Linked DNA regions of Danio rerio: region 2 is linked to region 1. The links are chromatin contacts, called in public HiCAR-type maps. All regions are on one chromosome and are shown on one strand. The core of a region is the stretch at or near the end of the contact, and the rest is flanking DNA. Distances in the headings are between cores, read along the strand shown.

Evidence for each region. HiCAR-type assays count read pairs that join an accessible place to other places.
Region 2: a HiCAR-type map of caudal fin shows a contact between it and region 1, with 8 times the contacts expected there. The contact joins the promoter of stx12l here to the promoter of atg5 in region 1. A contact is called at or near these places in 5 of 18 Hi-C or Micro-C datasets (caudal fin, embryo and hematopoietic stem cells) and 1 of 4 datasets of contacts at active chromatin or transcription factors (caudal fin).

Annotation. Positions count from the first base shown.
Region 1 is chr16:7,708,778-7,715,231 of GRCz12tu, forward strand. It overlaps atg5 (ATG5 autophagy related 5 homolog (S. cerevisiae)), which reads left to right and starts at 4,037. Exons shown (of 8, transcript NM_205618.2): 1 at 4,037-4,123; 2 at 5,129-5,286. The coding sequence starts at 5,173. It overlaps med18 (mediator of RNA polymerase II transcription, subunit 18 homolog (yeast)), which reads right to left and starts at 2,849. Exons shown (of 2, transcript NM_200335.1): 1 at 2,511-2,849; 2 at 38-738. The coding sequence starts at 2,583. The coding sequence ends at 185.
Region 2 is chr16:7,956,526-7,962,979 of GRCz12tu, forward strand. stx12l (syntaxin 12, like) reads left to right here and starts at 4,112. Exons shown (of 10, transcript XM_692489.9): 1 at 4,112-4,208; 2 at 4,557-4,667. The coding sequence starts at 4,124.

The sequences.
Region 1 (6,454 bases), core at 2,787-5,286:
CGGATTAATAAAGGGACTAAGCCGAAAAGAAAATGAATGAATGAATGAATATTTTTATTTAAAGATTTTAATTAGCATTTCATCAATTACAAAAAAAGAAAACAATCATCAAAAATATTCCAAATAAATGCAGTCTTAACACCTATTCACCGAATTAAAAATCTCAGTCTGTAGGTCATGTTCTCTACATGAGTCTTTTGGGATCAATCTTCTCCAGGTGAACGAGAGGTTTGAGCTGTTCTGCGAAGCTCCTCATGTCCTCAGACACAGTGTCCTGTCCCGCAGGAGCCAGAACGCTCAGCTCAACAAGATACGACAGAGAGAGCGGCTCCGTGTTATCCGTGTTTCCAGGAACCAGCACACGCGACAGTTTGCTCACCACCACCTTCATCACACCCTTCCGGAACACCTGACCCTTGGCCACGAACTCATGGTCCATGCGGAAGCCCATCTCATTGAGGAAGTCAGGCAAGCTGTGCGAGGCTGCCACGTCCACGCAGTTCCGCACCAGGGCATGACGGCTTTTGTCGCCCACCTCGGGCTGACCCAGATAGCGCAGGTGCCAGGGGACGGAGGGGTCGAGGAGCGAGCGGCGGGCACGCAGGATGAACGGGTTGCCCTGCTGACCTTTCAGGAGATACACCAACTCGTGATCAGCAAAGCTCTCAGGCTCCATGTTATCACACAGGCCCCGGAGGCGATGCAAGAGACTCTCCAGAGATTGGTCCAGTACACTGCCTGTGCCAAACAAACCAACAGAACACAGCCAAGTCAAGATGGATAGATAGATAGGGGGTGGGATGGATGGATGCATAGATTAGGGGCATAAATAGATAGATAGATAGATAGATAGATAGATAGATAGATAGATAGATAGATAGATAGATAGATAGATAGATAGATAGATAGATAGATAGATGGATGGATGGATGGATGGATGGATGGATGGATGGATGGATGGATGGATGGATGGATGGATGGATGGATGGATGGATGGATGGATGGAAGATTAGATGGATGGACGGACGGACGGACGGACAGATAGATAGATAGATAGATAGATAGATAGATAGATAGATAGATAGATAGATAGATAGATAGATGGATAGATAGATGGATGGATGGATGGATGGATGGATGGATGGACGGATGGGGGATGGATGGATGGATGGATGGATGGATGGATGGATGGAGGGAGGGACGGATGGAGGGACGGACGGACAGACAGACAGACAGATAGACAGACGGACGGACAGACGGACAGACAGACAGACAGATAGGGGAATGGATGGATGGATAGATAGATAGATAGATAGATAGATAGATAGATAGATAGATAGATAGATAGATAGATAGATAGATAGATAGATAGATAGATAGATAGATAGACAGACAGAAAGACAGACAGAAAGACAGACAGAAAGACAGACAGAAAGACAGACGGACGGACGGACGGACAGATAGATAGATAAATGGATAGATAGGGGAATGGATGGATGGATAGATAGATAGATAGATAGATAGATAGATAGATAGATAGATAGATAGATAGATAGATAGATAGATAGATAGATAGATAGATAGATAGATAGATAGATAGATAATTTAAGCCTGTTCCTATACATCAATAAAAATAAAATTGTAATTGTGACTAATTTGTCTCAAGTAATGTCACAATTTCTCGCAATGTGGTGTCAATTTCTTAGTTAATGCTTAATAAGTCACTAAAAAAAAGATGTAATTGTTTTAATAAATTTAGTTATTAAATAATACATTTCAGTTGTATTTTTTTACTTACATTAACTTATTAACTGTAATAAATGTCGATATCCCTCACTGTGGCTTTTTGTTTTAATGTATGAACTAAGATTTACTAATGAGACCATATTTTGAAAGTGTTATTGATTATACTTTATGAATTAGCTGTATAATTTTGTTAAAAATGTATTTACTCCGAACACACACAAATCTGGTAACGGTTTAAGTAGGAATGGTAATATATGACCAAATAAGCAAACTATATTATGCAAACAATAAGACTCAGCAAAAAGAACTCTCGTGTAGCACAGTGCATGCTATAATTGTATAATTTAAATTATAACAATTGTAAATTATAATACTACAAACACTACAATGAATACATTGTATACATACTATTATTATGCTAAACTATTCGTTTTATATAACGTTAGCACATTCATAAAGTAATACTGTAGTACATGTTTTTATTATACAGAATCCCAAATTAAAAGTCTTAAGGAATTAAAGAAGATTAGGGTGCGTTAAATAAAAATAGTTTAAAACGCTAGAAAATGTGTGTGTATTGTTTATAATTACATATTCACTTTAACATATTCAACGCTTTATTCAAATGACTTTGCTAATTAAAAAATTGAGATTGCTCATAATGGGTATTTAAAAACTAAGTTAAAACTATTTAATAAAGTGTAACAAATGATAAATAGGAATGAATGAATGGTAAAAGGAGTTGTGCTGATGGTGTTGTTTACCTTGCAGAAGATACTCCATCATGTTTATAGTTCCACCCGTGACGGGCATCACAGTAACCGGCGGAGCCTCCATCACTCTATTATTATTACTATTACTAGTATTATAATTCTGAACTTAAGTCTCTTAATACATTTACAGTCAACGATCAGTTGAAAGATTAACTTAAACTAGAACTTTAACTGCTGTAGAAAACATCCACAACAATAGACATGCTAAGACGTGTTAGAAGATATTATCAACAAAAAGCAGGCAGACGATGAATTAAAAATAGCATATATTGTACTTGTATCAAAAAGCAATAAACAAAACTAATGATTTGCGTAAAATACTACGAAAAAATAATGTGTCTCGATGAAACTGCGTCCATGTGAGTAAAGCGCATGCGCAGTATGGATAGCGAGTACTGCGCATGCGCATTGTGCAACGCTTGCTCTATTCTTTTAGGCGTGCATTTAGTGACACCTACTGGACTGAAGTGAACTCTTTATCATATAAAATGGGTATTAAAATTGAGTATTATTAGCCTATTATTAATAGCAGGAGAACATCAATTATGGTTGCGAAAAGCCGATTGCCCTGTTGATCAAATTCAAGTCAAGGTGTTTGCTTGCAGAAAAACTAATGGCTCTAAGAGGTGGGTGTGATTTTGCCAATGCAATCATGGAGTGACATCTATCCTGGAACATGTCCTACATGAAGAAATAATTAGGCTATTCCTAAAATACAATATATTTTTTTTTATGGAGTAATGGAAATCACTATTTTAAAATGGAAAATTATGTGTAAACAAAAATGCAATGGTGGGTTATCGGTGTTCATTTTTTAAAACTTTAAACAATACATTCAAAATTAATTGGTTAATTAAATACAAGAAAGAAAAAGACAGTAAATGGTATACTTTTCCATATGGCGCAGTAGGTAATGCTGTCGCCTCACAGCAAGAAGGTTGTTGGTTCGAGCCTCGTCTGGGTCAGTTGGCGTTTTTGTTTGGATTTTGCATGTTGAATGTCCCTCCCTGTAGGGACTAAGCCAAAAAGAAAATGAACGAATGAATGAATGAATGAATGAATGAAGTTATATTTTGTGTCAAAATTTAGTCAATGAGGGAAGTTACTTTAAGTATATTATACGTTTCAGTGCACTGGCAGGACTTTTTTTATTAATATTGTTATTATTATCATCATCATCATCATCATTTATTATTATTATATTGTTATTTTATTATTTATTTTTTCTAGCATTTTCTTAGTTATGTGCATTTCTCATAAATACCTAGTTTTATAAGCTCACGTTAAGCATATTTTCCAAAAATTATATTGTTTTAATAATTGTTATTATTTCATATCATATTATTTCCAAATAGCTTAAACATGCATATTTACCATTTACATGCAGTACGTACGTATGAACCAATGGTATGAACCATGAACGCAAAGCAGTCGAGTAACTTTTATTGTGGAAAACATTAAATGCACTGTGACGTTTATTTTGAAAATAAATCGACATGTGGAGACCTTTATTTTGAAGTTTCGTGCCATCTTAGGGCTGCATGACATCGCTGGCTGTTGAAGATGAGCTCAACTGTAATGCTTCCTGTCGACATCTAATGAATGTAATTTACTATTATGTGTCTTTTACTTACGTTTGGATGCAGTAGTGTTTGTAATCGAGACAGTTATGGTGTTGTTACCAGCTCCAAAGGTGTGTCTCCGAGTGCTGTGTTTTTCTGTCAGTCCTTATTTATTTACACACATTATCAGTCTGACACCTTCAGATAGGCGAATAAATGCCTCAAACACATTAGATAAGTTGGTCTTTTAAAGATGTGTCGTTTTAAAGTTGTTCGTTCCTGTGCTGTTTGTCATAAACAGTGTTAAATGCTAACAGTAAGTTAGCCCAAGTTAGCAGAGCCAACGTTAGTGTTTTTATATTTAAATTTCCTCTTTTAAGTGTAAATGCTGCAGCCATTTTGAAAATGTTTGTTCTGTGACATTTAAAGCTTACATACAGCTTATAAAATGTATTTTGTTTGTGGCTAATTTATTTTTATAATTATTATAATTTTATTATTATTATTATTATTATTATTTGTATCACAATAGATTGCTCTTCAGAAAGTTTATAAATTATAGAATATTATTAACACAACGTTTTTTTTTTGGTAAAATCGTGTATTTGACTTTAGTGTAATTTGTTTAAGGCAAAACAAAAACAAGGTACTGTCAGGAAAACATTGATTGCTTAAGTTGACATGCTGTGTTTATTGTTAATTTAAAATAAAGGTTAAGATAATAAGTTAAACAAATTTTTGATAAATGTCTCAAAATGTTTGTCAGCCAGAAATCAAATTTTCTGAAATATTTTTGTGTTCAATCATTTACATTTTACATTTAGTCATTTAGCAGACGCTTTTATTCAAAGCGACTTACAAATGAGGACAAGGAAGCAATTTACACAAGTATAAGAGCAAAAATGAATAATCAGCAATAGAAAGGTATCAAAGTTATTAAAATTAGTTAGTTATTAAAGGATGTATAACAAAAAGTCAACTTTTCCTTGTACTATTTAAAATTGTGACATATTGAATGTTTTACACAATGGTCTCTGTTTTGAACAGATTGGTAGCTGAAGACATTCATTATATGTGTCACTTGGAGAACGATGATAATGGCAGATGACAAGGATGTGCTTCGAGATGTTTGGTTTGGAAGGATACCCGCCTGTTTCACACTGTCTCCAGACGAAACCACAGAGAGAGAGGCAGAACCCTACTATGTAAGTTAAAGGAATGCTTGACTTTTGTTTTGTGGAATAGGCCCATTTTACAACTCCGCCATGAGTTAAACAGTTAAGATTTTATAATGGGCTATATGCTCAGCTAGTGTTTTTTAGCCAATGATGAACTTCCAGTAAAAGCTTTTTCATTTTGGTAAGGTTCTTACAGCGTTGATGTTGTAATGTAATTCAAATATAATCAGTTGAATAGACATAAGTGTTCATTTGGTTGTTAAATTGTAAAAAAGAGAAGGAAAACGGAAAATATGTATATATATATATGTATATATGTATATGTATGTATGTATGTATGTATATATATATATATATATATATATATATATATATATATATATATATATATATATATGTATATATATGTATATATATATATATATATATATATATATATATATATATATATATATATATATATGTATATATATGTATATATATATATATATATATATATATATATATATATATATATATGTATGTATATGTATGTGTGTATGTATATATATATATATATATATATATATATATATATATATATATATATATATATATATATATATATATATTATTAACAGTTAATTAGTTTGTATCACTATATTAGTTGCAACTATTATTACCTTAAATTACCAGTACTTTATGGTTTAAAAACACTATTTAACAATAATAAAATTACTATAGTATTTAATGTGGGAAATCTTTAATAAAAATGTATTAGAAAATTAAGCAAATAAATACTATTCAGTCGCTGTAGTAAACTATTAATATAGTGTTATGCATTTATTACATGTAAAATGATTTGTATTACATCTAAAGATGTATTATAGTCTATACATATTTACATATTACATTTCCTTCAATATAATGAATCCATTATGTAAATTAAACTTGACTAATTTAGATCGTTTATATATCTCTGAAAAATGTTTCAGCAATGCCAGCAAACGAGTATCTGCTATATTGACTCTGTCAGATAAATAATGACTAAACACCTTTGATGACTGATAGAAAACCGTTCAGTCTGTTATATTTAATGGTGATTGGAAACAGTGTTCCCCATTTGCCCGTCACGATCGCCAAGTAGTATAGTATAGTATAGTATAGTATAGTATATGAAGTAGTAATGACTGTTGTCTATTTTGTATGCAATTTA
Region 2 (6,454 bases), core at 2,862-5,361, 250 kb after region 1:
TAAATTATTGCTAATACAATTAAACATACATATTTTTAATTCTAATAATTGGAAAATGAATGTAAACAGCCAAGAGCATGAAGTGACTGTAAAACAAATTTATTTCTAGTATTGAAAACAAAACTAACAAACAAATCACTAGTATTAATCTGGTTGTTAGCCTGCTCTGTAGTCAAGGCTAAATTTAGCCAGGATAGCCTCAAAATGAAATGATGGCTATTGCTTGCTGGGTCAGAAAATCGAGATCAAAGGTCAAGTTAACAAAGAAAATTGATAATAAACAATATACAAATGATATTACTGTATATTACAATGATAATCATAATGCCCAGAATACCTTGTCTTGTTGCCTATTCAAGTTTCAGGACCAACAAATAACTTGACTTCTAGTTGATAATTTGGTATCAGAATAGGCTTATATGAAAGGCAAAGGCCTCTAGATTACACTTATCTTACCAAAATAAAATATGATCATGCCTTGATTTTTAATTATTTAATTAGGAAAGTAAGATCTGACTTTGCTTAGACAATAGTCTTGTTACGTAACAGAAATAATGTACAGTATAAATTATAAAGTCATGCTGCAGTGGAAACAGAATTAAAATTGTGCATGAACCCCACGAGCTTGGACGACTGCATCCATACATCTCTTCAATGACTCTTATCACTTATTAAGAAAGTCATTTGGAATGGCAAAGAAAGCCTATCAGGACTCCCAGAGTACATCAAGATTCTTGGACTTATTTTACATGCCTCCTCTTTCATCTTACCCCAGACATGCTCAATAATGTTCATGTCTGGTGACTGGGCTGGCCAATCCTGGAGCACCTTGACCTTCTTTGCTTTCAGGAACTTTGATGTGGAGGCAGAAGTATGAGAAGGAGTGCTATCCTGCTGAAGAATTGTAATGGGCAGAACAAATGTCTTCATCCCTCAGGCTGTTGATATTGCAGAAATCTCGCATGCCCCCACACTGAAGGTAACACCGAACCATGATTTTTCCTTCACCAAGCTTGACTTATTTCTATGAGAATCTTGGGTCCAAGTGGGTTCCAGCAGGTCTTCTGCAGTATTTGTGATGATTGGGATGCAGCTCAACAGATGATTCATCAGATAAATCTACCTTCTGCTACTTTTTCAAATGATCAACTAAGTGAAGTTATTACCTATACTTATGTCAGGTAGTGTATGCATGTGGAGGCAATTAACACATCCACCTATTTTTATGCACATTTTAGGAAATCGCATTAAAAATTCTAAATAGATACAACACAATATACAACATATATTTTTTTTAAATACACATTACAAAAGATGCACAGAGTTGAGTAGGATAAAAAAATCTAATAGGAAAAATGTGCATCAATTACAATATAATAACATTTAACGAATAAACTCCAGTACGCGCATCAAAAACGTCATGGAATTTTGTTTAAACATATCTTGTGAAAAAGCATGATAGGACTTCCTTAATGGACAAACCAGCTGACCGGCCAAATTGTGAAATATCTTAAATGTTGTTTTGATTACTCAAAAATAAAAGCAACCACACATTTCGTCTTCATCTTCTAGTAATTTAAGTAATTTATTAAATGTGAAAAAAGACCCACAGTTGCCTCTTCAAAAGCAGCAAATTCCATTTTTATTTTTGATATTTGGAGCCAGTTTATCCGAAAAGTGACGATTTAGTGCTCTTCGACTCATTGGATGGCAACATACCTTTATTTGCAAAAGTCTAATTCACGTCTTTGGATGAAAACATAGCTAAACAGAGCAATAAAAAAGCAATGTGTAGGAATTCTGCATTCCTCTTCTGTGAATTGCAAATAAGTAACTAATACATAACAATAGTCTAACCTTTTCAGTAAGTCTTTCATGTTTTGTTCAAAATGCTACATAAATTACAACAAAAAAAAGTTTGATTCTTGTAACAGTATATAGCAAATATTTAGCTCTATAACCAAGCACTCCAAGCTATAAGCCCTTGTGTGACTGAAGTCATGTGATGAGAGCCTTGTGTGATTATCCTATGAAAGTCATGAGACAGGAATCTGACTTTGCCAAAGAGCCTCTTTCCTACAGACTTACTTACTGTATTAGACTATCTCATCATTTGTATGTGCAAATAGGCTATCTTATTTATTAGTGCAGTAAAGATAAGACCTACTGTTACAGTCACAGAAAAAAATGAAATCAGTTTTCATTGAAAGAGGCGATATAACTGTACTGCATTATTAATAAAACACGGTATACAAAAGGCAAAGTGTGTGACGCACGCACATAAACCGTGTAGTATGAATCCAGCCATTATTCTGTAGAAGACATTTAGGTGCCAAATGTTGTCATTTCATAGCTTTTCTATTAAACAAACGTTATCTTCCTCCAGGGGGCGCCCTGTGGCTCAAAATATTTGAGTCATTGGTAATAAATTGGGCAAAAAACGCATAAAATAAATATATATTTTACAATCATTTAATACAATGCTCATCCACACTGATAAAGGCTATTATAGTTTTTAGTAAATACTATAGCATTTTTGAACCATACAGTAGAATTAAAATGACAGTAATTATTATTATATATATTAGATAATAATAATTAGATTTTATGTAAAATTATCATTTTAATTCTACTGTATGGTTAAAAAAAAAAAAAAATATATATATATATATATATATATATATATATATATATATTTTTTTTTTTTTTTTTTTTTTTTTTTTTGAAACCATACAGTAGAATTGTTTCACTGGCCACTTTATTAGGTACACCTAGAATCAAGTTGGACCCCTTTTGCCTTCAGAACTGACTTAATCCTTCATGGCATAGATTCAACAAGATTGAATTGCTCCAAAATTTCTGTCCATATTGACATGAAAGCATTTCACGATTTGTAGACTGCACATCCATGATACAAATTTCCAGTTCCACCACATCCCAAAAGTGCCCTATTGGATTGAGGTGACTGTGAAGGCCATTTGAGTACAGTGAACTCATTGTCATGTTTAAGAAACCAGTCTGAGATGATTCGCACTTTATCACATGGCTTGTTATTCTGCTGGAAGTAGCCATCAGAAGATGGGTTCACTGTGGTCATAAAGGGATGGACATGGTCAGCAACAATACTAATAACAATACTAATGTGACCAAAGTGTGTTAAGAAAATACACCATTACACCACCACCACCAGCCTCAACCGTTGACACAAGGCAGGATGGATCCAAGCTTTCATTTTGTTGATGCCAAATTCTGACTATCTGAATGTCGCAGCAGAAATCGAGAGCCATCAGGCCATGAAATGTTTTTTCAATCTTCTATTGTCCAATTTTGGTGAGCCTTTGTGAATTGTAGCCTCAGTTTCCTTTTCTTAGCTGTCAGGAGTGGCACACGGTGTGGTCTTCTGCTGCTGTAGCCCATCTGCCACAAGGTTGGACGTGTTGTGCATTCAGAGATGCTCTTCTGCAGACCTCGGTTGTAACGAGTGGTTATTTGAGTTACTGTTGCCTTTCTATCAGCTGGAACCAGCCTAACCATTCTCCTCTGACCCCTGGCATCAACAAGGCATTTGCGCCCACAGAACTGCCGCTCAATGGATATTATCTCTTTTCGCACCATTCTCTGTAAACCCAGATTGTTGTGCGTGAAAATCCCAGTAGATCAGCAGTTTCTGAAATACTCAGACCAGCCGGTCTGGCACCAACAAACGTGCCATATACAGAGTCACTTAAATCACCTTTCTTTTCCTATAATGATGCTCGGTTTGAACTGCTGCAGATCGTCTTAACTGTGTCTACAAAATACAGGTGTACCTAATAAAGTGTATATACACACTGTATTACTACTGTGGCATTCATTAACAAAGTTATAAACAAGCTATACTATGTATAATACACTTGAATATAGTAGGCTAGGCTGTTTCACTGCCAAAACCCAAAAGTAACACATGACAGCTGTAATGGTCCAGCGTGATTCTAGTCATATTATCTAGTCAATAATTTGCACATTATAGAAATAATAATAATAACATTAACATTAAGCGACATTAACAAAGCAAATAAAAGAAATAAGTTAAAGTAGACCCGTCAAAACAGAAATCTAAGCTCCGCCTATTAGTGTTACCGCTATGATCGTGTGTTTCCTTTCTATTCATTTCGATTTCTGTGAGAGGAGCAGCGCATCGCCGCCGCATCTGAGCATCACAGTTACAGGTATGCGATTCATTCTCACTCTTTACGTATTGAAACCGTTCGCTTTGTTGACATTCGTGCAAGCATATTTACATAATTTCAGACGTACATAATTAGTCCTTGTTTTATTGCAGCGACAGGCCTGCTGAGCCATTACCGACGTGAAATGTGTTGCGTTGCGTACGCAGTAGCCTACATTTTCTGTATTTGTTTCAGGTTTATTCATTTACGTGTTTTATCTACTGCTATTTTCAGAAATGTGTAACCTGTACATAAAATAAGTCGTTTATTTATATTTAATGCGCGAACACAGTTAACCTAAAGTGAATGTGATTTATGGCATCTGATCATGCAGCTGTTGTTTTTCAGTCATCATGTCTTACGGAATGATGGACAGCAGCCACTCACAGTCACAGCCGAGAGATTTCAACAACCTCACGCAGACATGCAGCTCAAACATCCAGAAAATCACACAAAACAGTAAGTAGATATATTGCAGACACACTTTAAGTGATCGTTTAAATGAAATGCGTGCAATTACACTGCAAAAAATGCCTTTCTTGCTTAGATTTTTTGTCTTGTTTCTAGTCTAAATATCTAAAATTTATTATGTCAAGAAGCATTTTCTAGACAAGCTAACCATATTGTCTTGAGAAATAATATGCCAATATTAGGTGAGTTTTTCCTTAAAACAAGCAAAATAATCTGCCAATGGGGTAAGCAAATTAATCTTGTTTTTTCTTTTGACGTAAGATTATTTTGTTTACCCCATTGGCAGATTATTTTGCTTGTATTAAGGAAAAACTCACTTAATATTGGAATATTATTTCTCAATACAAGACAATATGCTTTGCTTGTCTAGAAAATTATTCTTAAATTAGGAATTTTTTAGCTATTTGGACTAGAAACATGACAAAAGATCTAAGTAAGAAAAGCATTTTTTTGCAGTGTAAACAGTTTACTGACCCTGAAGACACCTTTCTTCTTTTAGACAAGCACAAAAACAATGACACAAAGTAATTTTCTGGCTTGATTTTTTTTTCTACACATACACATCAATTTTAAAAAAATAATCCACATGACGACTCCATGGGTAAAGATGGTTTCTGTAGTGAAGGAATTAGTTTTTGTCAGAAAAATATCCACATTTAATGCTTTTCCAGTTTGCACATTCTCAAGGGAAGTAGCCTATGTATGATAAGCCTAACCCTTACTGTAAATTATTCCCAAAATCAGAGGGGATTAATATACTGATGTAGATTTGTATAACCCTAAATGTAAGCCTAAACTTAAACATAACTGTAAACGTATTCCTTAAATCTAATTGGCTGATTGGAAACACAGATATTGATCCAGAAACATGTTACTCGATGAAATAGTGTAAATCTTAAATTAGAATTTTGGCAGTTTTGGATATCCTGTACATTTGTATTATTATTTATATTAAAATTATCCATGTTTATGTCCTACTTCATATGTGATAGCTTGGCTCTTACTGTATGTCAATACAGATTTTTTTCCCCTTAGAGAGCATTGAATAACACGCTGTAGTGATATGGATTATTTTTATGGAAATCTTAAACTGGGGCAGCATCAAATCCTATAAAAAATATGGGAAGTTTTTTTTTTTTAATAACTCTGTGTTTGTCTGAAATAGAAAGGCATGTTGTACAGTACATCTAGGATGGCTTCAAGATGAGTAAATTATGAATTATGTTTTTCACTTGGCGAAGAGTTCCTTAAAGAAAAGATTGCATTATCTGTTAAATCTTTAACTATTTAGTTTGAATAGGTATTAATGGGCAGTTCATTGCGCTGTGGCGACCCCGTATTGTTAAAGGGACTAAGTGGAAAAGCAAGGCAGGGCAAGTTTATTTATATAGCACATTTCATACACAGAGGCAATTATAAGTGTTTTACATAAACAGGAATAAAAGAAACAAGAGTAAGAAAATAAAAACAAATAATAAGAATTATAAAAATACGAATAAAAATAAATAAAACAGATAAAAATGTGTTAAAATATGTTATAAGATAATGAAAAAGAAAAGAAAAGCATAATAGTGCGATCTGTCGACGCAGCACAGTGCTCATTCAGTAAGGGCACAGCTAAACAGATGTGTTTTCAGTCTTGATTTGAATGTGCCTAATGTTGGAGCACATCTGATCATTTCTGGAAGCTGATTCCAGCAGCGGGGGGCATAGTGGCTGAAGGCGGATTCACCCTGCTTTGACTGAGCTCTCGGAACTTCTAGTTTATATGATCC